7 separate regions of the Mus musculus genome follow, and regions 1, 2, 3, 4, 5 and 7 are each linked to region 6. A link is a contact called in public ChIA-PET, HiChIP or PLAC-seq and promoter capture Hi-C data. All regions are on one chromosome and are shown on one strand. The core of a region is the stretch at or near the end of the contact, and the rest is flanking DNA. Distances in the headings are between cores, read along the strand shown. Region 1 overlaps Ptpru (protein tyrosine phosphatase, receptor type, U). Region 2 holds the start of Serinc2 (serine incorporator 2). Region 3 holds the start of Spocd1 (SPOC domain-containing protein 1). Region 4 holds the start of Tinagl1 (tubulointerstitial nephritis antigen-like 1). Region 5 holds the start of Srsf4 (serine and arginine-rich splicing factor 4). Region 6 holds the start of Laptm5 (lysosomal-associated protein transmembrane 5). Region 7 overlaps Gm12992 (predicted gene 12992).

Region 1 (3,954 bases), core at 794-3,293, 910 kb before region 6:
GTTGGGGTGGAGGAGCGAGTGAAGCTTTGGAATCGGTGACCTCAGGGGACCGGCCCTGTGATATGTGACCCGATACAGGGCTAGGGAGAGTGGTGACTTGTGGGTGGTGAGGGGCCTCGTGGGTTCTGACAAGGTTGAGTTTGTGTTTTTCTTGTCCTAGCCTTCTCCTTTGGGAAACAGAACTCGAGAGCCCAAACCCTTCATTCCCGGTGGCTGCTTCATCTCTGTCCTTTCCAGAGTGTGACCCTGGCTTCCCTTGGCCTCCCATCTTTTCTTTTTCTCTCTGCAGGTGCCTACTTGATGGTCAATGCTTCTCAGCATGCCCCAGGTCAGAGGGCCCACATCATCTTCCAGACCCTGAGCGAGAACGACACCCATTGTGTGCAGTTCAGCTACTTCCTGTACAGCAGGGATGGGCACAGCCCAGGCACCCTGGGGGTCTACGTGCGCGTGAATGGGGGCCCTCTGGGCAGTGCCGTGTGGAATATGACCGGATCCCACGGCCGTCAGTGGCACCAGGCTGAGCTGGCTGTCAGCACCTTCTGGCCCAATGAGTATCAGGTGGGCTGGGTTTAGTCAGTGGTCAGCTTGCTGGGGCTTGGAGGTAAGGGCAGGGGCAGGCCACCCCTGACGTCAGACTAGGCTGTTCAGCATCAGGAGTCAATCTGGCGTTGAGTTTGGAGTTCGACTGCATCAGTGTGGGTACAGAGTCAGAGGTCATTGTTAATAGGATGGCCACTATTGAGGGTGAATTGGAACAGGACTCAAATGGAGATTCTGTCCGACTAGATGAATCTGCTGCTTTGAGGGAGTTGTCAAGAGTAGGGATGAAACTTCTAGCCTTGACTGTGATTTTATTTTCTCTGCCCACAGCCCTGAACCAGCTGGCATGGTAGTAAGGCTCTGTGTGAGCTGGGTTGGCATTGGATGGTGGAGAGAGGTCGGGTTGGGGCCAAGCTGGTCAGGAGGGATGTCGCTTTGGCAACTGGCCTCCTATTCCCTCAGGTGCTGTTTGAGGCCCTCATCTCCCCAGACCACAAGGGCTACATAGGCTTAGACGACATCTTGCTCTTCAGCTATCCCTGCGGTGAGTCCCAGTCCACTCAGACATAAGGATGAGGGTAGCCTTGGCTCCTGCCTGCAGGGCATGCAGGCCCAGCTCATGCTGGGGCTCTGCCTGTTTTCCCACAGCAAAGGCCCCTCACTTCTCCCGCCTTGGGGACGTGGAGGTCAATGCAGGCCAGAACGCATCCTTCCAATGCATGGCAGCAGGCAGAGCCGCAGAGGCAGAACACTTCTTCCTGCAGGTGAGCGTCCCACAGAGACTTGGCTCCAAGGACCTTTTGCCTCCTTGGCTTGGTACCCTTTTGGGGTTTTGGGTCCTCCCTTCATATGCCAGCATCTATATACACCTATATACACAGTGTCTTGCCTCCCCTAGGCTGTGCTCTGCCAGCTAGCATCCCCTTAACTCTGGGATGGAGGCCAGTTCCAGGATCCTCAAATGCTCAGGGGATAGTAGGGACTCAAGTACACTGCTTCCTAACTCTCTTTTTTCTCTTCAGCGTCAGAGTGGAGTGCTGGTGCCTGCGGCCGGGGTGCGGCACATCAGCCACCGTCGCTTCCTGGCCACTTTTCCGCTGGCCTCGGTAGGCCGCTCAGAGCAGGATCTGTACCGTTGCGTGTCCCAGGCCCCGCGTGGTGCTGGCGTCTCCAACTTTGCAGAGCTCATCGTCAAAGGTCAGCCGATTGGCCTTGAGGAAGGCCCGTCTGGTGGGGAGAGGATAGGGCGGAGTCCGTGTAGAGGTGTGCATGGAGCTAGCTCCTTGGAGGACTTGTTGGGAGGTCGCACAGCAGATTTAGCCGAACGCTTGATAGCAGCTCGAGGGACCTGGGAGGAAAGAGAGAGTCTCGTGATAGGGGAGGATTAGGTTTTAGAGGTATTTTCTAGCTGTGACCTGAACAGTGTTGCCAGGCAGAGGGATGGGCTGGCCGCGTGAGAGAAGGATACAGGGAGCCCGGGCCTAAATTCCTATGCGCCTTCCAGGTGCTAACCCAGCGAGTGTGCTGGGATCCCCCAGGCCTAAACTTGGGAGTTCGGAGTGGGCGTGGCTGAGTTATGGAGTTCTAGGGCCACATGGTGGCATTAGTAGGCTCCTCCTCTTCTGCATATCGTCGCAGAGCCTCCCACCCCCATCGCGCCCCCACAGCTGCTGCGTGCAGGCCCCACCTACCTCATTATCCAGCTCAACACCAACTCCATCATTGGCGACGGGCCGATCGTGCGCAAGGAGATCGAGTACCGCATGGCACGGGGCCCGTGGGCCGAGGTGCACGCTGTCAACCTGCAGACCTACAAGCTGTGGCATCTGGACCCAGACACTGAGTATGAAATCAGCGTGCTGCTCACACGCCCGGGAGATGGAGGCACAGGCCGCCCTGGGCCACCACTGATCAGCCGGACCAAGTGCGCAGGTGAGTGGCAGGACGGCCTTCTTCCACAGAGGCAGCAAGGCCTCCCGACACACACACACACACATTTATTGACACATAGATAAAATAGCTTGGGCTATTTCTCCATAGCTTGTCTCAAAAAAATAAAACCAGATAAACAAAAGAGACAAAAAGACAATACCACCCCCGCCAACCAAAACAAAACAAAAAGACAGACCAAGAAAACAAACCACGAAACTTACCAGAGCCCTGTGATAGGTTGTTGTCATACCTACTTCACAGATGAGGTGACTGAGACAGAGATGTTAGGCGACTGGGCAAAGAACACAAAGCCAGTAAGCGGCAGAGATGGGACCAGAACTCTTAACTGGCTGGGTAACAATCCTTAAACCCTATCAATTAAAAATTGTGTGTGATGGATTTTGGCTGGATTCCTTGGATCTGGCATTGAGTCAGAAGTCAGTTCTCCCTTGTTTCGGAGGATAAAGTAGCTGTTGCTAAGGACCCCGATGCACCTGCACCCAGAAGACTAATAAGAGAAACGGACAGGGTTCTCTGTGATGTCAGTGTGCTGCTGTTTCTAGAATTTTCTTAGTGAGAAATGTAGATTCTCGATGTAGATTCATGTGCGGGTCCTCCTTACTCTATAATGTTTTCCACAGCAGTTCCATTTTAGATAACTATGGTTTAATTTTACAATGAAGATTGACATCTGAGGCTGGCAAGATGGCTCAGTTGGTAAAAGGTGCTTGCTGCCAACCCAGTCAGTATGGAGACTCACAGGGTGGAAGGCGAGAACCCATTCTCAGAAGATGTCCTCTGACTTCCAGATGTGTGCCCCCTTCCCCAAGCCAGATGTGCAGCTGAAAAATAATGTATACAATGTAACAAAAATGTGTAACAACAAAATGAAGCCCACAGACTCCATAGCTATTGTAACAGATTCCCGCAGTTTCTGGTGTTTGTGTGCCCCAGTATGTGTAATTAGTTTTGTGTAATTTATCACCGGTGTAGGTTTGTGTATACAGTGGGAAGCCCAAGCACTCAGTGTTGCTATAGATAATTCCTGTTGCTGTTTTAGACCATACCCACATCTCTCTTCCTCCTCCCACCCCCTTGGTAACCACAGATCAGTCCTTCATTTCTAGAGTTTTCTCTTTTCTAGAATGTTCCATAAGTGACATCATGCAGTATATAATCTTTTTGGAATCACTTTTTTTTGTAACAGATTTATTACAGTATGATCTGCATTCGTACATGTCACTCATTAAAATTTACAGTTTAGAGGTGTTAAGTATCTCTGGTGTTGCACAACTATTAATGATTGGTTTTGGAATATGTCATCACTCTTAAGTGGAAACCTTATGCCATTTAATGATTCGCCCAGTTCATCTTAATCCTGAAGCCCCAGTCAAACACCAGTCTACTTTCTATCTCTCTTGATTTAGTTTTTGGAGATGTTTTATACAACAGAACCATGCATGACAGTTTATAGTGTTT
Region 2 (3,709 bases), core at 395-2,894, 640 kb after region 6:
GAAGTGGGCCGAGGTTCATTTCCAGTCAGGCTGGGTCCTGGGCTGGAGGATCTGGTTCTCTTCATCTAGAAGATGTGGGATGTGGGCAAAGCTTTGAAGGCACCACAGGTGGACAAGGAGAAGGACTTTCAGGAGGAAGGCACCAGGTGGGCTGACGTGTGGAGGAGGGAAAGTGCAGGGTATTTGCGGAACAGCCCTGGCACAATTACCAGCTCAGCCAGGTGCTGTATGAATCACTCGGGGAAGCAGTTAGGCCGGATCTTTGGCCCCTGCGGCCAGCCAAACCTATGGACTTCCTTCCCTAACATTATCTGGTCTAGAGTTGGTGGGGGAGAAGGCTGGGGTGAGCTACCATAATTACAGAACTCTGCTGCTGCGCCTCACACCCGATCCTGGGGATGACCTGCCAGGATGCCCTCTCACCCAGTGACCTCCTTAGCTAGGAGGTCATGGCTGTACACAGATAGGGAGTGAGGAGTGCTGAACAGAGTGTGTGTGTGTGTGTCTCTGTATGTGTCTCTCTCTGTGTGTATGTGTCTCTTTCTGTGTGTATGTCTATCTGCCTCTGTCTCTGTCTCTCTGTGTGCAGTGCTGAGCAGTGAGTGTGTGTGCCTGTGTGTATCTCTGTCTGTCTGTCTGTCTCTCTTATGTGTATATGTGTGTGTGTGGAGTGCTGAGCAGTGTGTGTGTGTGTGTGTGTGTGTGTGTGTATTTGTCTCTCTCTCTCTGTATATCTATCTGTGTTTCTCTCTCTCTCTCTCTCTCTCTCTCTCTCTCTCTCTCTCTCTCTCGTGTGTGTGTGTGTGTGTGTGTGTGTGTGTGTGTGTGTGTGATCCAAGACAGGTCCAGAGTTTGAAGACAAGGTGGATGGAGAGGAGAGGGTCTAAACAAGTACGAATCTGGGGCCTTAACAGGGATGGGAATGACACAGGCTTTTATTCATGGAGCAGTTGCTGTGTGTTCTAACAGCCCCATGAGGTTAGCACCTTTAGTTTCAATAGGGGAAACTGAGACTCAGAGAAGCAAAGTAGCCTCCCTTATCCTCCCTCTGTCTGTCCTTCTCTTCTTTCTTTCCGTAGGCAGGATCCCATGTAACCCAGGCTGACCTAGATCTGGCTATGCAGCCAAAGATAATTTTGAATTTGTGATTCCTGCCTCCTGAGTGCTGGGTTACAGGCGAGAGCCACCATGCCCAGTTTTATGTGGATCAAACCTAGGACTTCATGAATTCTCTGGAAACACTCTACCGACTCAGCTACATTACCATCCCCCCACCCCCTTGCCTAGTAATTTACCATTGAGCACCCATAGATTGGGCCGAGGTTTTCCGCCAAGATCCAAGGGCATCAGGGAAGACCACCTCTTACTTCCTCTAACAATGACAGTATTTGGGGTCGGTCACACAATGGCTCCTATGAAGTTCAAATCCAGATGTATTTCCAAATCCTCGCTTTGGTTCAGCAGACAATCCTAGCTCAGAGTTGAGTTGGGCTGTGCCCCTGTCGTTGCTGGACTTTCCCCATCTCAACCTCTTTAGGAAATGTCTGGCGCCAGTACCTGTCCCAGGTGAGTCCTAGGAGGCCCCGAGCGTCGCCGGAAAGTGACGAGCGGCTTCGGCAGGTGGGGCGGGGCTGGGGCGGGGATGGGTTTGGGGTGGGGCCAGCCAAGCGCCTGGAGTCCCACCGGATCCGGGATCCGAGGCCGGTGCCCCGAGCCCCGCGCCCCTCACCGCCATGGGGGCCTGTCTCGGGGCCTGCTCCCTGCTCAGCTGCGTGAGTGCCCACCTCGTCCCTGCCGCGGCCCCGCTCACTTTTTCTCTACCTTCTTCCTCCAAGTACTTTCTTCTTTTTGCTTCCTCCAAACTTGCCTTTCAGAGGCCCCACCGATGCCCTTCTTATCCTCATCCCCCAGCTGCTCCGCTTCGGCCGCGGTGCGCTGGACAGCTGGTGTCGCGGCTCGGGTGACCGCGGGGGAGGGGTGGGGCGCGGCCGGGCGCCTTTGGCGCCGTCACTCCGAGAACCGGGATACTGAGGCCGGCAGCGGGTGCGGGGAGCCCCGCGGCCATTGCGCGCTCCCCAGCTCAGAGCACCCCCAGGTTGCGTGGCGCGTCTCTCTCCAGGGCGCGGGACTCTTTGTGTAACTGGTAGGGTCCCGGCCCCGCTGAGCTTACTGTCTTTCTGGCAGAGCGTCTGTCATTCTGTCTGCCCCTGTCGCCTGGCTTAGTCTGTTCTTTTGTGTTTGTCCCGTTCACTTCTCTAGGATTCGGGCACTGTCTGTCTGTCTGAACGTCGTCGTAACCAGCTCCGTCTGCATCCTCTTTCGGCGCGCAGTCTGGCCCGCTCACTCTAGGGCACCCCCCCTGCAAGCGCTGGACCCTTTCCCTCCAGCTCGAGCTGGAAAGGAGATGGGGGTTGGGTAAGAAGGGTGGGCAGGAGCCCCCCCCCCCCCATCCCGCTCTTGAGCGAGGTTGGTGTCGGTTGTCACTGACTACCTGTGCCAAACTTTGGATTTGGAAAGATCCAGAAATTGAGGGAGGTTGCGTGTGTCCACCTGGTCGCCACTGTTGGGGACCAGGCGGGAGGCCAGCTCTGTTTTGGGGCAGCAACCAGCACAGGGGAGGGGACCCGGCCGGCCATAACCGGCCGGGAGGCCCCCACTTCCCCAGCCCCCTTTCTTTTCCTTCTTCCCCTCATTAAATCTGAGGCTCTTTCAGACAGCTCCCTCCCCTTCTGGCCCCACACAAAGAGGGGCGGAGAGGGCTCCCGCGGCTGGCTGCTGTAGGAAGGTTCGTTCAGGACTTGCATCCTTTGTCCCTGATTTGTGTGCGTGTTAGGAGCGGGTGCCCAGGAGAGAGCTGCGCATCTAGAGGTTTTCTTTGTAGCCATTTTCTGAGAGTGAGCTCAGTCTGGGGAGGCAGTGGCGTGGGTCCCTGGACACAGCTCTTGTCCTCTCTTGGGCCTCTCTTTCCACTGAAGTGGGGGGGGGGGGGAGAGGGAGAGACGGGTAGAGGGAGAGAGGGAGAGAGAGAGAAGCTTGAACAGGAGATCAGAGTAAGGCTATTCCTTGCTGATGCTCATACCCCTTCCTGGGACGGGTTTGCTTCCTGGTTAGGGAGGGAGACGTTCCCACTCACAGACCATGATTCCCATCTGGTCTTGCCTGGTTACCCGTGTCCTACTGGGAGAGGGGTTGTGAGGGCAGTTCAGCCAATCCTTCTATCCTGATCTCTCCATGCCTGAACTGAAGGCCACCGCAGTACCTCCTTTGGTATACTCTTGGTGATATGGGCAGATGAAAGGTGGAAACTGCCGCCCAGCTCCTGTGTACAGTGAGTGGGCATTGTGGGAGCTGTTGTCACCCAGGAGGAGACGTAGGTGGAGAATTCCATCCGGAGAACAGAGCCAAGATCAGCTCTGAGTCACCCAGTCTGCAGTCTACGGAGCTGAGGCCAGCCAGGACTGCTCAGACCCTCGGCTTCCTGGTCGGGTTTAACATCTGAAGTCAGGGAACTGAGAGATGGCTCAGCAGTTAAGAGCACTGGCTGTTGACTCAGAGACCCCAGGGTGGCTTCCCAGCACCCACATGGCAACTCACAATCATTTGTAACTCCAGTTCCAAGAGACATGATGACCTTTCTGATCCCCTCGGGCACTGCGTGCTCGTACTCATACACATAAAAAAATCTAAAATATAATTTTTAAGAGTCTGA
Region 3 (3,718 bases), core at 1,192-3,691, 980 kb after region 6:
TTCCCCCGAGCCTCAGTTTCCCCATCTGGTAAAGTGGGCTAATTCTTGTCTTGAGGGACTATTACTAACACTATAAAAAAAGCAAACATCACTCAGGTGGCAGAGGCAGGCGGATTTCTGAGTTCGAGGCCAGCCTGGTCTACAAAGTGAGTTCCAGGACAGCCAGGGCTATACAGAGAAACCCTGTCTCGAAAAACCAAAAAAAAAAAAAAAAAAAGCAAACATAATGGAAGTGGAGTGACTTACCTCCCATCTTGAGCTAGACACTTTATTTTATGTCCTATCTCATTATCCCATTAAAGAGGGGTGTGTATATCCTTTTTATTTCAGACAGGGTCTCACCAGGTAGTCCTGGTTGGCCTGGAACTCACTTTGTAGACCAGGGTGACCGCAAATGCATAGAGACCTACCTTTGACCTGCTTCTGCCTCCAGAATGCTGGAATCAAAGGCATTTGCCATCTTACCCAGCTTATTATATATATTATTAATCTTATTGAATGAGAGAAAAGTTATTAAAGAATAGTGGGAGGCAATTCCTCCAGGAAGTAGGCTAGAGCAGGATTTGAACCCAGGACTTGCTGCCTCTAACAGATAATGGGCCCTCACAGGAACTCAGTAATGTCGTTTATTTTTTTCCTTTCCTGACTCTAGAATTTCAATGTATAGAATCTGGGAAGCTGGGCTTAGTAAGCCACACACCTGTAATCCCAGAGACTGAGAACCTGAAGCACTAGAGTCAAAAGTTCAAAGCTACTGTAGGCTACAGTGAGTTCAAAGCCAGCCTAGGCAACTTAGTGAGAACCCCATATCAAAATAAAAGGGGCTTGGGGGATGCGGTTTAGTCATAGAGTGTCTGTTTAGCGTGTGTGAGGCCCTGGGTTCAGTCCCCAACAAACCAAACAGAACAAGTCCGAGAGAAGACGCTCAATAAGAGACACTGGAGTTTACTTCTGTTAAGTGCCACACCCAGCCATCCTACCCTAAACTATCAGCTTCAACTTACCAGTCTGGGAAAATCCTTTTTACTGGCTCCCTCTGCGTGATCCTGGCTTGAGTCATCTGGACTTGTCCAAGGCCGCTTCTTCACATGTGTAGGTCTTCTCTGCTCTAGGGGTGCACCATCGAGCCCACCCAAGGGCTCTGGGGAGCTAGCACAGGAATTGGCTGGGGCAGAAAGTCCTTGTTCCAGCTCCATCCTGGACCCTGACTGGGCCTTGTCCTCTGGCCCCACCGGGTCAGGTGGAGTGCCAGGGCTGCCAACCACAAACGCGGGCTGTACTTCCTGCTGATCTGTAGAATCCTCAGTCAGCACCTCTGGGTACAGTGCTGGACTCTGAAGAGGCTCCTGGGTGACCAGACTAAGGGGCTCGCCTCCAAAGAGCCCTGGGAATTCAAAAAGGTGATCAAGGCTGTCTGGCGCAACCCCATCCTTAGAAAAGAGCATGTTTTCAACCTCGGTTTCTACAGCACATTCCACCCAACTTCCACCTGGCTCTCCAGGCTCAGTGTCCTTAGAAGAAAGAAGCCTTGGGGGACCTGCAAAGGCCTCTGGAGAAGCACACTCGGGAGGGTCCCCATCTGGTCTTTGACCAAACCTCAGGGAAAAACCTGACTTTTCCTCCTCCTGGGGACAGATTCCACACTTCCTGCATTTCCTTCGGAAAGGGGGCAGGACTGGAGATGGGGGCGGGCCCTTTGCACTGAGCCCCTCTTTGCTGAGTGTAGGATCCTCTGGGGAAACCATTCCTTCGACAGTGGTGGCTTGTCTAAAGCTGGGGCTGCTGGCCTCTTCCATTCCTGCTGGCCCCTCTGTACAGACCAGTACTCTATCTGGGAAGTCCAGTGATGTACCACAAAGACTTCTGGAGCTTCCAGTAGCCAAGAAGTCACACAGAGAGTCCTGGAACCTAGACAATGTCCTCTGTCCACCAGCCCTGGCTAAAAACTTGTCAACAGGCCTATGTGGAAAAGAGGGAGGTCTCAGGGAAAGCCTGACTGGGTAGTCCTCCCCGGCTTGCCAACTCACCTCCTAGACATGCTCCCTCCCCCGACCCCCACTCCTCGCACTAGTCTGCAGAAGGGAAGCTATCCAGATAGGGCCACTCCTCTGAGCTTCCCAAGAGCTTTTTTACCCTTTAAGCTTTCTGCTTAAATGAAAAAGGGTAAAAGTCACTACTTATCAGTGACACTGTGAAATGAGGTATCTCGCTTCACCCTAGCTGGTTCAGAGACTGCCCAAAAGCACACAGAGAGCAGAAAAGAGGAGATTCTCCCAGAAATGCAAAAGCCAGCTCCACACGGAGCAGAAATCTCAGCCCTATCTATACCCCACTCCTATAAACAGGACTCTGAATCAAGCCAGTCCCTGAACGCACTAGGACCTCCGACCTAAAGCTCCAACCGCTTACATCTGAGCTGCTACAGCTCCTTCTCCTTCTACTCCTGGGGGGCCGGGGGGGGGGGTTGAGGGAAGAAGCACGTGATGCGGAGAAGATGGTCCTGGATCCAAGGGGTGGGAGGCAGGACCTGGTGGTGCCCAGCAACGGCTCCCTAGGGGTGCTGGCGTTCTTGTCCAGCAGGAGGCGCTCGCTCCCTGCCGAGGGCTTCTGGGAGGAGGTGCCAATCATTCTGCCTCCACGCGACCGGGCGGGGTGCGGGGTGCGTGGGCAAAGGAATCGCAGACCCCCCGGATGCCGAAAGCTGCCTAAGATTGTAAACAGAGTGGAGGAGGTGTCTGAAACCCCTGGGGATTGTTAAACTCAAATCTGATTATTTTTCCTAATTAGATATTTTAATATTGTCTGGCATACAATATATCTAGACACACATGTGCCTTCTAGTCGAATAGAACGTCAAGAAATAGAAAAGTTTAAACTTCCTCTCATTTCTCAACCCTCTACTCTGTGGAACTTTGGGGTTTTTCTTTGTGGTCGATTTTGTTTGCCTGATTTCATAGCTATGGGTGACACTCCCATGCACATATCACTTGGCTCTTAAAATTTAAAAACCAAGTGATATGGCACTTAATAATCCATTAATCTATTAATTATTTATATTTATTGTTAATAGTATAATTAGTTGTTGATTATATATATTATAATTTATGATTAATTAGTTATTGATCCCACATGTGGTGACTTTATTTACTATTCTTTCCCCCCTCCACCCAGTTTTTAGTTTTTGAATATTTTTTAATTTTTAAAAATTGAATGTATTGGGCATGGTGGCCCATACCTTTAATCCCAGCACTCGGGAGGCAGAGGCAAGCGGATTTCTGAGTTCCAGGCCAGCCTCGTCTACAAAGTGAGTTCCAGAACAGCCAGGGCTATACAAGAGAAACCCTGTCTCAAAAAAAAAACGACAAATAAATAAATAAATAAATAAATAAATAAATAAATAAATAAATAGGAGGAGGAGGGAGAAGGAAGGGAAAGAGAGAGAGACAGAGAGAGAGAGAGAGAGAGAGAGAGAGAGAGAGAGAGAGAGAGAGAGAGAGAGAGAGAAGCAAAGTAAAATGTGAAGTCTGCCCAGCACCACCCTCTGCCTTTGAATTCAGAGGCCAGCCTGGGTGTATAAGACCCTGCCCCGAATTAAATAGATACAACAAATAAAATACCAGTTGCAAGGGATTCTGGGAAGCCACTTCCACCTCACCTCTTCCCAAGAGAGCAGGAAGGCACACTGGAATGGGAGAATGGAAGCAATATTTGAAAATAT
Region 4 (3,966 bases), core at 236-2,735, 740 kb after region 6:
TGGGAATACTGACATGTGCTACAGCACAAGTGTGTGTGTGTGTGTGTGTGTGTGTGTGTGTGTGTGTGTGTGTGGTGTGTATGTGCATGCGTGCACACATACAGTCTGTGTGCATTAGACTTATGAGGATGGCTTTGTGGACTCTATTCTCTCTCTCCATCGTCTAGATTCCAGAGGCTGAACTCAGGTCGTCAGTATAGTGGCAAGCCCCATTGCCCACTGAGCCATTCTCACCAGCCCCACAGTTTTTATACGATGCTAAACACGAACTCAGGGCTCTGTACACGCTAAGCAAGCACTCTATCAAGGAAGCTGCATCCAGACCTTGTCTGTTCTCTTGAGCCTCAGTTTATCTTTTAGGCTTCGTGCTCTCAGATCCTTTCAGAGTACGAATGGATAGGTCTGTATGTTGGGTGCTTCCGCACCCCCTGGTGCCTCACCACCCTTGCCTCACAGCAGGGGGTAGCTCGGTCACAAGAATCCCTTGTACTGACTGCTCTCTGCAGAGAGTGACAGCTAAGGGGAGGTGTCTCGGAGAACTAAGAGAATCCCCGCGCTCCTGCTTGCCCCAGAGAAGGCTAGGATAACTGTCTAGGTGTGGTGTCCTTCCTCCACCTAGAGAGTCCTCTGGCCCTGGGCCCAATCTGTTGGAAGAAGGAGCTTGCACAATGGGGAGGCACAAAGTGACAGCCGGAAGGCCTCAAGGGACAGAAGCCCCATTGTGTGAGGGCAAGGCAAAGGTTAGACCAGAAACGGAAAGGGGCTCTGCAGGGGGCCCCAGCTGCCAGGGCCCTTGATGTGGGGCCCGCCACGGGACCTTGGGCCAAGAAGGATGCCCTTGGGCCTGGTGGAGGGGGCAGTGTTGGGCAAGGTGCCCATCACTGGGGGAGGGCAGACCCCACAAGGGGCGGCTGGGTAAGCTCAGACTCCGCACCGCACCCACCTCCTGGGGAGGAGCTGCCCGGAGCTCCGTGAGCCTAGGCAGCTTCCTGAATCATCCCTTGGGAATTCCTGTCATTCCTGGGAGCTGCTGTGGCTTGGAGTGGCCCCCAGCCCAGGGTCACTGGGTCAAGGATGTGCCTGGCTATTTTTCTTCCTGGAGGGCCGGGTTGGGGGGGGGGGTTAGAGATTTTTGCCCCTAGCTCTTGGTCCCTATCAAGTCCTGAACTCTGATCGTAGCTGCCTCCTCGCCCGCTTCTGTTCACGTTTTCAGCTTCGTAAAATCGCTGGGAAAGTCCTTCCTACTATCAGTCCACAATTCTTTCTCCGTGAGTTGCAGTTCTGCTCCCTAAGAAGAGGGTTCCATTGACAAGAGATCCCTCAAGGAGGACAGTCGCGTACACATTGTCCTTAAGCCGTTCCCTCGGAGCTAAGGGCTACTCCAGGTACCTACAAGTGGGCCCCGCCCTCCCCTCCCACAGTCCGGGGTTGGGGCGGGTGCTGCCGGCAGGGCGGTACAAAAAGCGTCCCGCCCTGCGCTCCTCACTTGACTCGGTCTGGCAGTCTCGAGCTTGGAGGCGGAGGCGCGCAGGGCAGCCTGGGTCCAGCCCACACCCCTCACCAGGTAGGGACTCTCCCTGATCAGAGGGTAGAGGGTGTTGAGAGAAGGAGCAGCGAGGAGGGGGCACACTGAGGGAGAAGGACCCAGGGCAGAGAGGCACAGAGGAGAGGGTCAGAGGGACGCAGAGCAGAGGGTCAGAGGGACACAAGGACAGAAGGGCGGGGGCATGCATAAGGAGGAAACACAGAGTCAACAATCCAACTCAGATGCGTCAGAGAGGTAGAGGGACCAAGGGCAGGAGAGGAGAATGCGTGTTGGAAATGTCAAGGTCCCATTTCCTTGTCCATGACAGTCCCTAAACAGGTCAGGGAGGGGGGTCTACTTCTTGTCCCATGAGTGGACTGACATCTAGTGCTGTCTTTTCCCTCCCGGAGACTCGGGAGTCAGGGTTCCCCGCTTTGCTGAGCCTCCTAGGAAAGCTCCAGGACGTGTGAAGGGAGACCCACCCTTGACGTTTGTTAGGGAGTCTCCAGAAGCCAACACCTCTGACCCCTGACCTCTGTTCTCCTCGGGTCTAGGAGGCACCATGTGGGGATGTTGGCTGGGGCTGCTCTTGCTGCTGCTGGCTGGCCAGGCTGCCCTGGAGGCCCGGCGGAGTCGTTGGCGCAGGGAGCTGGCGCCAGGGCTGCACCTGCGGGGCATCCGGGACGCCGGTGGCAGATACTGCCAAGAGCAGGACATGTGCTGTCGAGGCCGTGCTGACGAGTGTGCCCTGCCCTACCTGGGAGCCACCTGTTACTGTGACCTCTTCTGCAACCGCACCGTCTCTGACTGCTGCCCCGACTTCTGGGACTTCTGCCTCGGGATTCCACCCCCCTTCCCTCCCGTCCAAGGTGGGCACCGAGATGGCCAGCAGAGCGGCCACCTTGTCACTCCCAGTCCCAACGAGGCTCAGGAACAAGGCTGATAATGGGTATTTCCAGGCTTTGAAAAATGTAGAAAAGAAATCCTCACCCTGTTTCCTGCCCCTCTGGAAGTCCCTCGTGTGGTCTTACTTGACTCTTTCAAGCAACACTGAAAAAAAATAGTCCTGTTAGGCCCTAGGGCAGGGCAGACAGGCTCCAGCACTATCTCTCAGTCAGTATGGGGAAGGTGGCAGCCCCACCTGCTGACTCATCCTGAGGCTGATAGAGCACGAAGGGCCCAGCCAGGTTGTCATAGCCAGAGACCTCACTTAGGATTCAGCACCTCTGAGAATGGCCTGCACGTGTCCTTTCCCTGTCCCAGTAGGAGAACTACGGAAGTCCTTCCTGTCGCATCCCAAACCCTGCTGGGCTTTGGGCTAAGGAAAACCCATGCCTTAGTTGCTTTATATCAAAATGCTGGGCCTTTTAAAAGGAGTTGCTTGCCTTACCTGGGCTTCAGTTTCTTTCCTAAAGCTCCTTCCATGCCCATGGGCAAGTCCCAACTCATTTGAGTGACAAAGGGTACCAGGAATGTCATGGCTGGCATCCAGGTGAAACGACATGGACCCAAACGGAGTCCTTGAACAGCTTGTGTGTGGCACCCTGTGTGGGAACCCGTGGATGTTCTAGGATGTAGTTTGGGATGTAGTTTGTCTCTAGATTTCGTTGGGCTGGGATTGGTGTGTGATTACCACCAGCTCGGGAGGTTTGGGGCTGCTCCTCCTGAAGTCCCTCGTGTAGTCTTACTTGACTCTTTCAAGCAACACTGAAAAAAAAATCCTCGAGGATTTAGCCATTTCTTCTTTCCTTCTCTCCCTCTGGTAGGGTGCATGCATGGGGGCCGGATCTACCCAGTCTTCGGAACCTACTGGGACAACTGCAATCGATGGTGAGTGTGAGAGATTGGGGTGGACTCAATTTGATCGCTATGTGGCAAACAGACTTGGCCCCAACCCCTATCACCCATTTCCCAGGGATGAGTTCTTTTTGTTCTCTGGGCCTCAAGTGTTTTCATCTGTAATGTGGAAACTTTCAAACTGACCACGCCATCTCATATAATAAGATTCTAGTCACAAGCCTGGGAGTGGTCAGCCATCGTTAGGTTGGCTGGGGGCCACACCTAAGCCAGAAGTTTTTCTCCACTCCTCCTGGTTTGGGCTGGCCACCTTCCCAGCTGGGCTTGCTGTCACAGGAGAGTCCAAGGGGACGCCAGGAAGGAAACCTCTGCAGCATCCGCTGTCCTGGGCGGGATGAAGGGTCAGGGATGACTGCGTTGGCCATCAGCCAGTGGCCTGCAGCAGGGCCTTCCCTGGAATGTGCCCTCTCCCTACCCCCAAACCCCCAGTTCCAGGCAGGGGGAGGAAGGGGCCATGGCTAGCCCATCCTCAGAGCTGGGAAGTAGATCAGGTGGCAACTATGGAGACCTTACTGGAAACAGAAGGGTCTCTGCTGCCCTGAACCTGCCCCACCCCTCCCTCTGCCTGGACTGAGAGGCCCCTG
Region 5 (3,584 bases), core at 408-2,907, 960 kb before region 6:
AAGCTTTATACTTTTTCTACCTGACCTTCCTTTTTATGAATGAGAAAACAGGTTCAGAGAAACTAAGTCACTTGCTCAAAGAAACTTAAATTGAGGAGCAAGGTTTGACTCAGACTTATCTGTCTTCCAAACCCCTTGTTTTTCCCCTACAAAAGGGAGGGGGTAAGGGGGGTCGGTTAATCTCTCACATGTAAGGTTAAATATCACAAAAACAATACTCTCATGCCAGCTGGTTCGCTCTGTAAGAACAAAAATGAGAAATTGTCTTTGTGAATCGAATCCAGGATTCATAAACATTTTATCGAAGTCTTGTTCTCAGCAAGGAGAGTCTTTTAAGTGTCAATTATTCGAAATCTAGACAGCTTTGAGAACCTGCTGGTTCATTTGCCATTCATACTAAAGTGTATGTCTTCTCAAATGTCAATTACTACTGGTCTCATTGGACCAAACACAAAGTCGAAAAAAACAAAACAGGCAAGAAATAAACACAGCAAAAACCAAGGGTTCCCCTAACACCCAAGGTTTAGTGCTTCCGACGCCGTTCCGGTGCTTAATGCCTTTCAAGTCCTACCTAATAATTCTCAGCTCCCAAGCAAAAGATGCTCGTACAATCTCTAGGCATGACAACTCACCCGTTTTCCCCGAACCTGGTAGTCCCTGCTAGCCTTGCTTCGCCAAAGCAGATTAGAAATACAAGCCCAGATTGTACGGGGAAAGCTGTTAAGTAGGCAATTTGGAGATGTGTCTCCACTTGCACCAGCAGCCGACGCAGACCTGGCCAGGATGGCCCTTACCCACTCAAAAAATCCTACGACAGCAATCATTTTCCGGCAAGTTGGAGAGCCGAAACCACAACGTGGAAAACTCTGTAAGGACTCCCCAAGATAACGAGCTAGGACTTTAATTTACTCTCGGAAAGGGAGCGGTCAAGGCTTGAAGCGCGGCAAGCCAGTACTTTCGAAACTGTCACTGCACTACAAAAACTAGTGTCTCCCGCCCAAAGTGTGGCACGCGAAAAAGCCAGAGCTCCAGTCCTCAGAAACACACGCCGGGAAGCCTCTGGCCGGTCAGGCTGGGGAACGGGGAGAAGAGGGCCGGAACCCTCATCTGCTCCTGGCAGCCCCAGAGCGGGAAAGGGCCGCCTCGGACCCATAGTCCAGCGACGGAAACCCAGGCCTCCCCGGCGCCCGGAGCCCCAGTCTAACCCGGGCCTCCGTCCCCATTATCCCGCCACCACCCCCGCCCGCGCAGGCGCAGTGGGAGCCGGGCCTACCCGCGCCCCCGAGGCACCGCCGCCATGGCGGAGCGGAGGAGGCCGGCGGCGGCTTAGCGCCCAGCGAGCGCCGCGCTCGCGTCCCCGCGGCCTCCTAGCCACAGCCGCGGCCCTGTCAGCCCCCCGGCCGGCCCCTCCGCCGCCCTCCTCACCCGTTCTTCAGATCCACCTCCAGGATCTTCCCGTAGCCCTTAAAGAAGCGCTCCACATCGCGCTCCCGGGCCTGGTAGCTCAGGCGGCCGATGTACACCCGCGGCATTCCGGCGGCGGCAGCTGGCCCCGGCCCCCCTCAGGCGGCGGCCGGCGAAGGGAAAACGCGGCGGCGGCGGTAACGGGCGGGCGGCGGGACGGACGCAGCCGAAGCCCGGCGACGTACGCGAGCACGCAGCTCGAGAACGCGCGCCCCCGTCTCCCTACCCCCCCCCCCCCGGCGGAGGGGAACGGGAGGGAGCGCGCGCCCGCTTCCCGCCTGGTCAGGGGCGGGGGCGGGGCTTTACTGGAGGCGCGCCGGCGCGGGGCGGGACCTGGCCGAGTGAGCGACAGCTGCAGCACGTCCTCTCGCGAGCTCGCCGTGGCAGCGGCACTTCCCCCGGAAGTGCCTGCGCGGGTGCGCGCCGAGCGGGTGTTCCCGCCTTTGTCCTTTGCTCTGGTAGACTTTCTGTTTTGGGGTGGTTTTCGGTAAACGTCCCTGTGGGAAGTTAGTGGATCCATGACCTTGGGCCCATTTTCCTTTCTCTCGGATCTTTGAGTCTCTTTTATCTTCCTTGTACTTTCAGGGTTGTCTCTACAGTGTCGATACTAGGTATGTAAAAGTGTTCCAATAATTGGTTCGGTATTATTTTGCGGTGTTGTGGATCGAACTCAGGGCCATACGGATGTTAACAAGTGCCCTATCTCTGAGTTACATCTCAGATTTAATTTTTATTTTTTAAAGCACTGACTGCCAGAGGTCCTGAGTTCAATTGCCAGCAACCACATGGTGGCTCACAACCATCTGTAATGGGAATCGGATGCCCTCTTCTAGGGTGTCTGTCTAAAAACAGCTACACTGTACTCATACACATAAAATAAATCCTTAAACAAAAAAGTTCTGACTGTCCTAGAAATAGCCCTGTAGACCAGGCTGGCCTGAAACTTTGCCTGTCTGCCTATTGGCTGGGATTAAAAGCATGTGCCAAACTATGTCCGTTCAGTTTAGTGCCTTGTAGTTAGATTAAGCACGACAGAAAATTACTATTTTCTTTTTTTGTTTATTCATTTTGAGAAAGGGTTTTTCTGTATATCCCCGGCTGTCCCGGAACTCCCTCTGTGGACCAGGCTGGCTTCAAACCTGCCTGCTTCCCAAGTGCTAGAGTTAAAGGTGTACCCCATCTCTGCCAGCTCAGAAAAAATTTCTAACCTGCAAGATTATAATCTATAGATGTCCAGTGTATTGCCAAAATAACCAAATGTAATGAACTGTGCTGGGGCATGTGGGTGCTCAGTAATGAAAGGTTCCTTTTCAGCTTTGCCCAGGAATCACTGAGGGGTTTAGTCTCTTTACTGCATTTCCACTTTAACTGATGTGCTGGGTAAAGTTTTCTCTTCTGCATCTTCTGCTTTCCTTTCTAGAGGCAGTTTCTTAAGTATTCCTTTAGAAGTTAATTTACCATACAGCACTTGGCTTTTCTTTTTTAAGACAAGAACTTTCTATGTCTAATGGCCTTTGACTAACCTGTAAAAGCCTTTCTAAGAACTGTGATTGTCAATTGCAGGTGTGCATCACACCTGATTTTTTTTTTTTTTTTTTTTTTTTTTTTTGAGACAGGGTTTCTCTGTATAGCCCTGACTGTCCTGGAACTCACTCTGTAGACCAGGCTGGCCTCGAACTCAGAAATCCACCTGCCTCTGCCTCCCGAGTGCTGGGATTAAAGGCGTGCACCACCACGCCCGGCTTACACCTGATTTTTGTCTCACTATATTTTAGTCATTTCAGAAGCATATGAAAAGCACTTAAGACCATTTTGTCTTATAACACACTTTTTTATACACAGTAACTTACCTAGTCACTATTCTAGTGAAGAATTGAGACAGGGTCCAACCTTTGGTTTTTAGAATTGCCACAATCAGTGACCATGTATATTCAAATAGTATCTATCCTGGAAATGGGAATGTCATTAAGGACATACTTCTGGCAGAACACTTGTCTAACCTAGCCTTGATCCTCAGCATCGCCTAGACATACAACTTGGGAAGTAGGAGTACTAGGTTAAAGGGTATAGGCATTTGACTTAGGGACAGTCTCACTTCTTATCCTCAGCTGGCCTTGGAT
Region 6 (3,548 bases), core at 625-3,124:
CAATGGTTGCACGATGCAGCCTGCCAGGTTTATTTACTTTTTAATATGTTTATGCTCTTCTGAGATGCCAGCCAATCAGACAGGAAACATTTCTCTGCAAGACAGGAGCAGAGCCACCAGAGCAGATGGAGCAAGGGTTCCAGCGACCGCAAGCCCCTCCACCCCACTGAAGCCACTTAGTGACCCACCCCCACCTCCAGCATACTGCAAACGTCTAAGTTCAAAGATCCCATCCACAGCCCCTGGTCTCCACTTTAGATAGGGAAGCAAGCCCCAAGCCGGGTTTTCCCAGGAGCTCAAACAGCTGGCTCTGGCAGAGCTGGCATAAGGACCCTTGTCACGTCCTTCCCAGAATGGTGTGCTATCTCAGCAATGACAATCTGAAAGAATTGATGCCGAGACAGAGTGCCACCGCCCCTCTCAGCTCCTGTGCTGGCTGAGGCTGTACAGGACAGACTCTGAGTCTCCCCATCCCCCATGCCAGGCCCTAGAACAGTGGTTCTCAACCTATGGGTTGAGACCTTTTTGACAACTCTTTATCTAAAAATATATTTACATTATGATTCATAACAGTAGTAAAATTATGGTTATGAAGTAGCAATGAAAATAATGTTACGGTTGGGGAGGGTGGGGTCACCACAACGTGAGGGACCGTATTTAAGAGTCGCAACATTAGGAAGGTTGAGAACCCCTGCTTTCGGTGGACAGGTGGGTCAAGACACACTCATGGAAAGGCAGGGGACCATGTTGCACATGTCCCTCATGCTTTATAGATATCAACTTCACCCACACAGCCACCCAACACACAGCTCTTATCATCCTCATCTTCTGTTTTGATCTAAAGAAACAGGCTCAGAGAGGTTCAACAAGTCATGTGAGACTGCACAGCAAAGGCTGGGAATGGGGGAGGGGGGCAGGGAGGTGCACACAAGAGCTTCAGGACAGAACTGGTTTGTACCACTGCCTGGTGCCACACGGCCTGTGGCCGGAAGCAGATGTCACCAGGCTCTGCGCAGCAGCCTACGGATTTAGGTTGATTTTGAGGAAGCTCTTCCAGGCCCAGGAGAGCTGTTAGCCACAGGTTCTGTCTGAGTCACTGAAGCCAAGAAATGTTTGGGCCTCAGAGAGCTAAGTGTGGCCAGGGGCAGGGGGTGAGGGGTAAATCCCAGCAGAAGAGAACAGAGACTCCAACTTTAGGCCACTCCAAAGGGAGAGCCTTATCCCTGGTCACTAAGACTGGACCTGGGGTCACACTGTGACAATGACAGCCACTGTGACATGCTGGCTGCCCCCCACCACCCCCAAGCAGTTCCCCAGCCACAAAGCTTAAGCCATCCTTGAAGGGAGAAGGTGGCAGCTTGACTGAGCTGTGAGCTGAGAGGAAGCAGTCGCTGGTTCCCAGTAGAAGTCCAAAGGTAAACCCAGACCCCAGACTAGGAAAGGGCCCAGAAAGCCCTACACCCGGGCCTGTGTGGAGCTTGGCATCCTGGAACAATCCCAACCTGCACTCCTCCCCGTTGCCAGCCTGCCTTTCTCTTTGCACAGCCACAACCAAAAGGGCACTATTCTGTTCAACTCCACAGGGAACTACTAAGGCCCAGAGTAGCACAGGGCTTGTCCAGGGTCCCACAGACAAGTAATAGGTAGCAATCCCCCAGTTGGAAGGTCTCAGTGTGTCCTCACGCACACACACACACACACACACACACACACACACACACACACACCAAACACCCCAGACTCCCCAATACTCACTATGTGGTAAATGGCCAGGGCTATGGTGGCGACTCGGATGTTGAAACAACAGCATGTCTGTCTGACCGGCGCTGCACGGGAGGCCATGGTGCGCAGTCCCCTCTTCGGAGGCTCTGAGTAAGGAGTCTTGGGCCCACAGCAGAACAAAAAAGAGGAAGCCACAGGCTGCCTGCCTCACTTCCGCCTTGCCCTCAGACGGTAGGGGCCAGGTCTGTAAGTCTGGGTTGTAGCAGCTGCAGGGGAGGGAAGGGGGGGGGGGGTCACAGGGAGCCCGACTGAGGCATCTACCACTCCCAGGGGCTCCAATGCTTCACCAGGGCTGGGCTCCGCATTTATATGCACTCTGCTTCCTGGATGCTGAACACCGCCCTAGAAGCCCTTTTCTAGAAAAAGAATCCGATATGGAAATCTGTCCCTAATCAAACAGTAGTTCTAATGGAAGGATTCAAACTCAAATGTGTCTGGTTGTAAAAACAGTAGCTGTCAGTAAACTGCTCCTTCGAGATCCTGTGAAGCTTAGCTCCTTACCTGGGCTGTTCCAGGGAGGGACTGTTGGTTTGGTTTGGTTTGGTTTGGTTTGGTTTGGTCTGGTCTGATTTGGTTTGGTTTGCGGGGGGAGGGGGGGGGCAGGGTTTCTTTGTAGAGCCCTGGCTGTCCTGGAACTCACTCTGTAGAGCAGGCTGGCCTCAAACTTATAGAGATCTGCCTGCTTCTCCCTACCAAGTGTTGGGATTAAAGGCGAATACTGTCACTTCCCAGGAGGAGGTGCTATTCTTATCCCCATTGCACAGATGAAAAAACTGAGGCACAGGATGAAGCCATTTCTCCCTTGCAGTCACCAAGATAGTCTAAAAAGGAGTGGGAACTGGAACGGAGGCCAACTGCCTCTAGAGTAGTAATTCTCAACCTGTGGATCATAACCTGTCCAGGGGTCGGCCGACCCTTTCATGGGAGTCACATATCAGATATTCTGGATATCAGATATTTACATTACAACTCATAGCAGAAGTAAAATTACAGTTATGAGGTAGCAACAAAACATAATTTTATGGGTGGGGATCACCACAGCATGAGGAACTAACTGTGTTAAAGGACCACAGCACCAGGAAGGTTGAGAACCGCTGCCCTAGAGGCCCTCCCTGAAGCTGGGCTTCTCACACATCTCCATCTCCTCCTCACTCTGGGCTCTGAAGAATTGTCACATGGGAAGCCATAGGCATGAGTGTGTACCAGGCCCCTGTAATAGGCTCTTTCTCTTGTGGTCTGTAACCCCTGGAGGAGATCTGGGAGACCCCTGGCCGAACCCGCTTTGCAGGGTCCCTCGAGACAGAAACCTGGGATTGTGCGTTCTTCCCCACTCTCTAAGAAACGTTGGAATTAGTAAGTTTGAGACTCTTCCCTGACTTAAGACTCTTCCCTGATGTCTCAGGGGATAAATGACCCACGCTGCAATAAAGGAAGGGACAAGAAGCCCTTGCTCAGACCTGTGGGAAGCCCCAAGCAGGTGTCCTGTGACACTGTGGAGTTTGGATTGGACACCACAGCATTTTTTGCCCCAGGAGAGATTAGAAACGGCCCCCAGCATACTCATCTTGAAAAGAGTTGTCCTGTCAGGGCAACAAAATCAGGCAGGTTGAGCACTGGGGGGATAGCTTAATCGATAGAGTATTTGCCAAGCAAGCTTGAGGACCTGAGGTCCTGAGTTCAGGTTCCCAGCACACGTGTGCTGGCTTGGTAAGGTGGCCCATCTGCAATCCGGTAGGTGAACTCCGGGTTGAGTGAGAGAACCTGTC
Region 7 (3,507 bases), core at 657-3,156, 990 kb before region 6:
GAGCTGTCCTGTGGACTCGTATTGTGAAGGTCAAGTGACAGTGTGCACTAATCCGTTCTCTCCCTTCACCATGTGACTCCAAGGTGCGAACTCAGGATTGTCAGGCCTTGACTCACTGACTGGCCTCTTCCATGATTTAAACACTTGTGCGTGTATGGCTGTTTTACCTTCATGTATATCTGTGCATCACTTGTGTGCCTGGTGCCCATGAAAGTCAAAACTGGGCATTAGATCTCCTGGAACTGGAGTTGCAGATGGTTGTGAGCCACCATGTGGGTGCTGGGAATTGAACCCAGTCCTCTACAAGAGCAGCCAGTATTCTTTCTTAATTGCCAACCAGTCAGTCTCTCCAGCAACCTTTCATGATTTCTATTCATCTTTTATAGTCCATATTTATGAATATTCCAGTAAGTCAGGAGAATTATTTTTAAATGATTATATTTTTGTGTATGAGTGTTTTTCTGGGGCACATGTATGTATACTGGTGGCTCTCAACCTTCCTAATACTGCGACCCTTTAACAAGTTCCTCATGCTGTGGTGACCCCATAACTTTTTTTGCTACTTCACAACTCAAGGATTGCTAATTATGAACCATAATGTAAATTATGTTTTCTGAGGGTCTTAAGCCAACTCCCAAGGAGTTCATGACCCACAAGTTGAGAACTGCTAATGTGTAAGTGTACAGTGGCCAGGAGGGAGGGATGGGTCCCTGGAATTAGCTTTATAGATTGTTATATGCGGTGAGTGTTGGCAAGCAAACCTGGGTCCTTTGAAAGAGCAGCTGGTGCACTTAACTGCAGACTGAGATGCTGGGAACCAAATTCCTTTACAAGAGCAATACGTACTCTTACCTGCTGAGCCCTTCCTTCCAGCCCTGGATGAAGTCTTTTTTTAAAATGTCAGATCCAGTTGGATCCACTACATACCCCTAGCTGGCCTGGAACATACTGTGTAGACCAGGCTGGACTCAGAGATCTGCTTGCCTCCACTGTCCCAGTAGTAGGATTAAAGGGCTGCCCATGATGCCCAGCCCCTAGCTTGTCAACTCACTCCCATACCACCATCCCTACATTCAGCGTCTGTTTCAATAATCTACATTATGGTAAGGAGGAACAAGCCCAGGGCCCACACATGCCAGGCCAGTATTTTTAATTGCACACCCCAGCTTCTATGGTTTATAGAATATAGGATTCTTATAAATAACACATAGCTGGGTTTTGCCTTTTCAATCCACCCTGACTACCTTCATACACTATGGGACCTAGTGTTGGAATAGCGTGTCAGTGCTGTTTGTTTCCCATTCTCTAACCCCCGTGGGGCGGTGGGGAGCAGAGGCCTGGTATGGAAAAAGGCATGTGTGAGCTCAGCACGACAGAGCAGACTGCAGTGTCAATCCTCATTGCATATTTGGGGTTAGGGAGTCATGAGCACAAGTCTCACCACTGAGATGAGGACAAGCTTTGCCCTGTTGTTGCCATTGTGGGTGACCTGGGCTTGGCCAGCTGGACTACTGGGCAGGCTTTCTATTAAATCTTCAGGGCAATTAAAATCTCCCTAGCAAGCAAAGAGATGGCTCGGTGGGCTAAACCACCCGCTGCCAAGTAGTGTGACTGAGGTTCAGCCCACACGGCTCAACGTGGAGGGGAGAAGTGATTCTCCTCACACAAAACTAGTAAATGTAATAAACTATGCACAGCAGGGTCATCTGATCATGTTGTACTCTTCTTATCTTTAAGACAAGGTCTCAGACCTGCCTGCCTTTTCCTTTCAAGTGGGGGGATTACAGGTGTGAGCCATTGCTATCCAGTAATTTAGAACTTAGAAAAGGGTTGAGTGCAGGAGTGTGCATGCAGCTTGGTGCATGTGACCCGAGGACAGCTCTTGAGAGCGGACTCTGGCCTGCCACCTTGTGGAAATCTGGAGATTGAACGAAAATGCACACAGGCATCCTAACCCACTGTGCCATCTTGCCAGCCCCAGGTCTTTTGAAGGAACGCACATTCAGTCCTACGGCAATCCTGCTTGACTTGAGGACTCGAATCTCAATTGTTAACTCTCACTTGCTGTGACGTCACGTCTTTATGTAACTATCACAGATGAGCATCTTACAGGAGAACCAGAGTAGCTCTACAGCCTTCACTTGCCACGGGCCGCGCTGGCTGAAGCACTCCACCTTTAGGCTTTCCTCTTTATCTACGGACACCCATGCATACCCACTCCATAGGATCAGGGCTGGAGAGCAGGTCTTTCTCTGCACGCAATGCTGCTGCATGAAGCTTCCCTGGCTGCAACAGGGCCGACGACAGATTCTGAGATGTTGTTAATGTCCGTGAGCGTCTGTGTCTTCCACTGCAGACAGAGGGCACCTCACATCTTGCTTGGGCGTCTTTATTCAGAGCTTCCTGTTATGAGAATGCCAGGAGAGCCCACCACCAGGGACCTGGGTGCATACAGAATTTTCATATGGTTGCCCCAAAAGATCAGCAGTTAGAATCCATGACTAAAAATTCCCAATGTCCACCACAGAGCTCACTGGAGAAATGTAACTTTTTGGCTTTTAAACAAAGCCAAACAGGAACAAAGCTTACATTGTGAGATGGAAAAGTTATGAGTTAAATATATGAATTTTTAACAAAAAATTAGGAGTTGCAGAGATAGTTCAAAGAACTTGCTGCTCTTACCAAGGATCTGGGTTCAGTACCCAGCCCGTGTGCCTCACTATCACCTGTAACTCCTGTTTCAGGGAGGTCCTGGCCTCTGTAGCACCAGGCACACACAAGCCATACAGGGCTGGAGAGGTGGCTCAGTGGTTAAGAGCACTGACTGCTCTTCCAGAGGTCCTGAGTTCAATTCCCAGCAACCACATGGTGGCTCACAATCATCTGATGCCCTCTTTTGGTGTGTCTGAAGACAGCTACAGTGTAGTCATATACATAAAATAAACTCTTCTTTAAAAAAAAAAAAAAATCATCAGCCAGGCGTGGTGGCGCACACCTTTAATCCCGGCACTCAGGAGGCAGAGGCAGGCGGATCTCTGAGTTCGAGGCCAGCCTGGTCTACAAAGTGAGTTCCAGGACAGCCAGGGCTATACAGAGAAACCCTGTCTCGAAAACAAAAAAACAAGAAAAAAAATACAAACAAAAAAATTCCCCCCAAAACAAAACATTCATACAAAAAACTAAATGGAAATATAAAATGTCCACATCCCCATTCTTACAGGGTAAAGTGAGGAGCCCTCCAGGATTGATGGAACATCACATGTATGATGCAACCCTTTCCAAATTACCTTGGTTAAAGGAAATAAGCTTAATACAGAAGAAACTGTGAAAGTTCATGTCCGAGCTGGGCTTTTTCACGGAACCGAGCTCCTGTGTAAAACCGTCGTAAGCTCAGAGATATCAGGAAAGAACGACCATATTTGGAATGAACAACTGGAATTTGATATTAATATTTGTGACTTACCAAGAATGGCTCGATTATGTTTTGCTGTTTATGCAGTTTTGGAT

The links. Promoter capture Hi-C pulls out the DNA fragments that hold promoters and counts their contacts. ChIA-PET counts read pairs in DNA pulled down with a chosen protein or histone mark. HiChIP or PLAC-seq counts read pairs in DNA pulled down with a chosen protein or histone mark.
Region 1: a contact with region 6 is called in an H3K27ac HiChIP or PLAC-seq map of embryonic stem cells, with 7 times the contacts expected there. The contact joins the enhancer-like site here to the promoter of Laptm5 in region 6. A contact is called at or near these places in 6 of 39 promoter capture datasets (3T3-L1-derived adipocytes, cranial neural crest, embryonic stem cells and 2 more), 6 of 115 datasets of contacts at active chromatin or transcription factors (bone marrow-derived macrophages, embryonic basal ganglia, embryonic stem cells and 1 more) and 1 of 9 other capture datasets (pancreatic islet).
Region 2: an H3K4me3 HiChIP or PLAC-seq map of embryonic stem cells shows a contact between it and region 6, with 4 times the contacts expected there. The contact joins the promoter of Serinc2 here to the promoter of Laptm5 in region 6. A contact is called at or near these places in 6 of 39 promoter capture datasets (the 3T3-L1 cell line, embryonic stem cells, frontonasal cranial neural crest and 2 more) and 2 of 115 datasets of contacts at active chromatin or transcription factors (both in embryonic stem cells).
Region 3: a contact with region 6 is called in a promoter capture Hi-C map of pre-B cells, with 2.4 times the contacts expected there. The contact joins the promoter of Spocd1 here to the promoter of Laptm5 in region 6. A contact is called at or near these places in 3 of 39 promoter capture datasets (the C10 cell line and pre-B cells).
Region 4: a contact with region 6 is called in an H3K27ac HiChIP or PLAC-seq map of embryonic stem cells, with 4 times the contacts expected there. The contact joins the promoter of Tinagl1 here to the promoter of Laptm5 in region 6. A contact is called at or near these places in 1 of 39 promoter capture datasets (liver), 2 of 115 datasets of contacts at active chromatin or transcription factors (both in embryonic stem cells) and 1 of 9 other capture datasets (embryonic stem cells).
Region 5: a contact with region 6 is called in an RNA polymerase II ChIA-PET map of effector CD8 T cells, with 31 read pairs. The contact joins the promoter of Srsf4 here to the promoter of Laptm5 in region 6. A contact is called at or near these places in 9 of 39 promoter capture datasets (the C10 cell line, the HPC-7 cell line, cranial neural crest and 4 more), 10 of 115 datasets of contacts at active chromatin or transcription factors (the 230-238 cell line, T-cell acute lymphoblastic leukemia, bone marrow-derived dendritic cells and 7 more) and 2 of 9 other capture datasets (embryonic stem cells and macrophages).
Region 7: a promoter capture Hi-C map of the C10 cell line shows a contact between it and region 6, with 6 times the contacts expected there. The contact joins the enhancer-like site here to the promoter of Laptm5 in region 6. A contact is called at or near these places in 5 of 39 promoter capture datasets (3T3-L1-derived adipocytes, the C10 cell line, embryonic stem cells and 1 more) and 5 of 115 datasets of contacts at active chromatin or transcription factors (astrocytes, bone marrow-derived dendritic cells, bone marrow-derived macrophages and 2 more).

What each region holds. Positions count from the first base shown.
Region 1 is chr4:131,817,315-131,821,268 of GRCm38.p6, reverse strand. It overlaps Ptpru (protein tyrosine phosphatase, receptor type, U), which reads left to right. Exons shown (of 31, transcript NM_001083119.2): 3 at 290-561; 4 at 1,006-1,087; 5 at 1,192-1,307; 6 at 1,566-1,740; 7 at 2,182-2,475. Among named protein-coding and RNA genes, the nearest start is that of Ptpru, 19 kb to the left of the region's middle. Within about 2 kb of position 2,043, at least 6 of the 459 cell types and tissues checked have an H3K27ac peak or open chromatin away from gene starts, as enhancers often do. A contact at or near this core is called in embryonic stem cells, where this site is marked.
Region 2 is chr4:130,273,521-130,277,229 of GRCm38.p6, reverse strand. It overlaps Serinc2 (serine incorporator 2), which reads left to right and starts at 1,644. Exons shown (of 10, transcript NM_172702.3): 1 at 1,644-1,772. The coding sequence starts at 1,734. Gm34957 (a long non-coding RNA gene) reads right to left here. Exons shown (of 2, transcript XR_376686.3): 1 at 1,296-3,709.
Region 3 is chr4:129,927,490-129,931,207 of GRCm38.p6, reverse strand. Spocd1 (SPOC domain-containing protein 1) reads right to left here and starts at 2,441. Exons shown (of 15, transcript XM_017320505.1): 1 at 2,410-2,441; 2 at 1,005-1,959. The coding sequence starts at 2,411.
Region 4 is chr4:130,172,321-130,176,286 of GRCm38.p6, reverse strand. Tinagl1 (tubulointerstitial nephritis antigen-like 1) reads left to right here and starts at 1,485. Exons shown (of 12, transcript NM_001168333.1): 1 at 1,485-1,564; 2 at 2,080-2,394; 3 at 3,292-3,355. The coding sequence starts at 2,088. Gm52490 (a long non-coding RNA gene) reads right to left here and starts at 2,965. Exons shown (of 3, transcript XR_003955116.1): 1 at 2,916-2,965; 2 at 2,516-2,575.
Region 5 is chr4:131,871,712-131,875,295 of GRCm38.p6, reverse strand. It overlaps Srsf4 (serine and arginine-rich splicing factor 4), which reads right to left and starts at 1,657. Exons shown (of 6, transcript NM_020587.2): 1 at 1,426-1,657. The coding sequence starts at 1,532.
Region 6 is chr4:130,911,642-130,915,189 of GRCm38.p6, reverse strand. It overlaps Laptm5 (lysosomal-associated protein transmembrane 5), which reads right to left and starts at 1,874. Exons shown (of 8, transcript NM_010686.4): 1 at 1,756-1,874. The coding sequence starts at 1,842. Gm38599 (a long non-coding RNA gene) reads left to right here and starts at 1,298. Exons shown (of 5, transcript XR_001784452.2): 1 at 1,298-1,415.
Region 7 is chr4:131,903,075-131,906,581 of GRCm38.p6, reverse strand. Gm12992 (predicted gene 12992) reads left to right here. Exons shown (of 5, transcript NR_102393.1): 5 at 3,221-3,507. It also overlaps the pseudogene Gm12978. Among named protein-coding and RNA genes, the nearest start is that of Gm12992, 15 kb to the left of the region's middle. Within about 2 kb of position 1,906, at least 2 of the 459 cell types and tissues checked have an H3K27ac peak or open chromatin away from gene starts, as enhancers often do.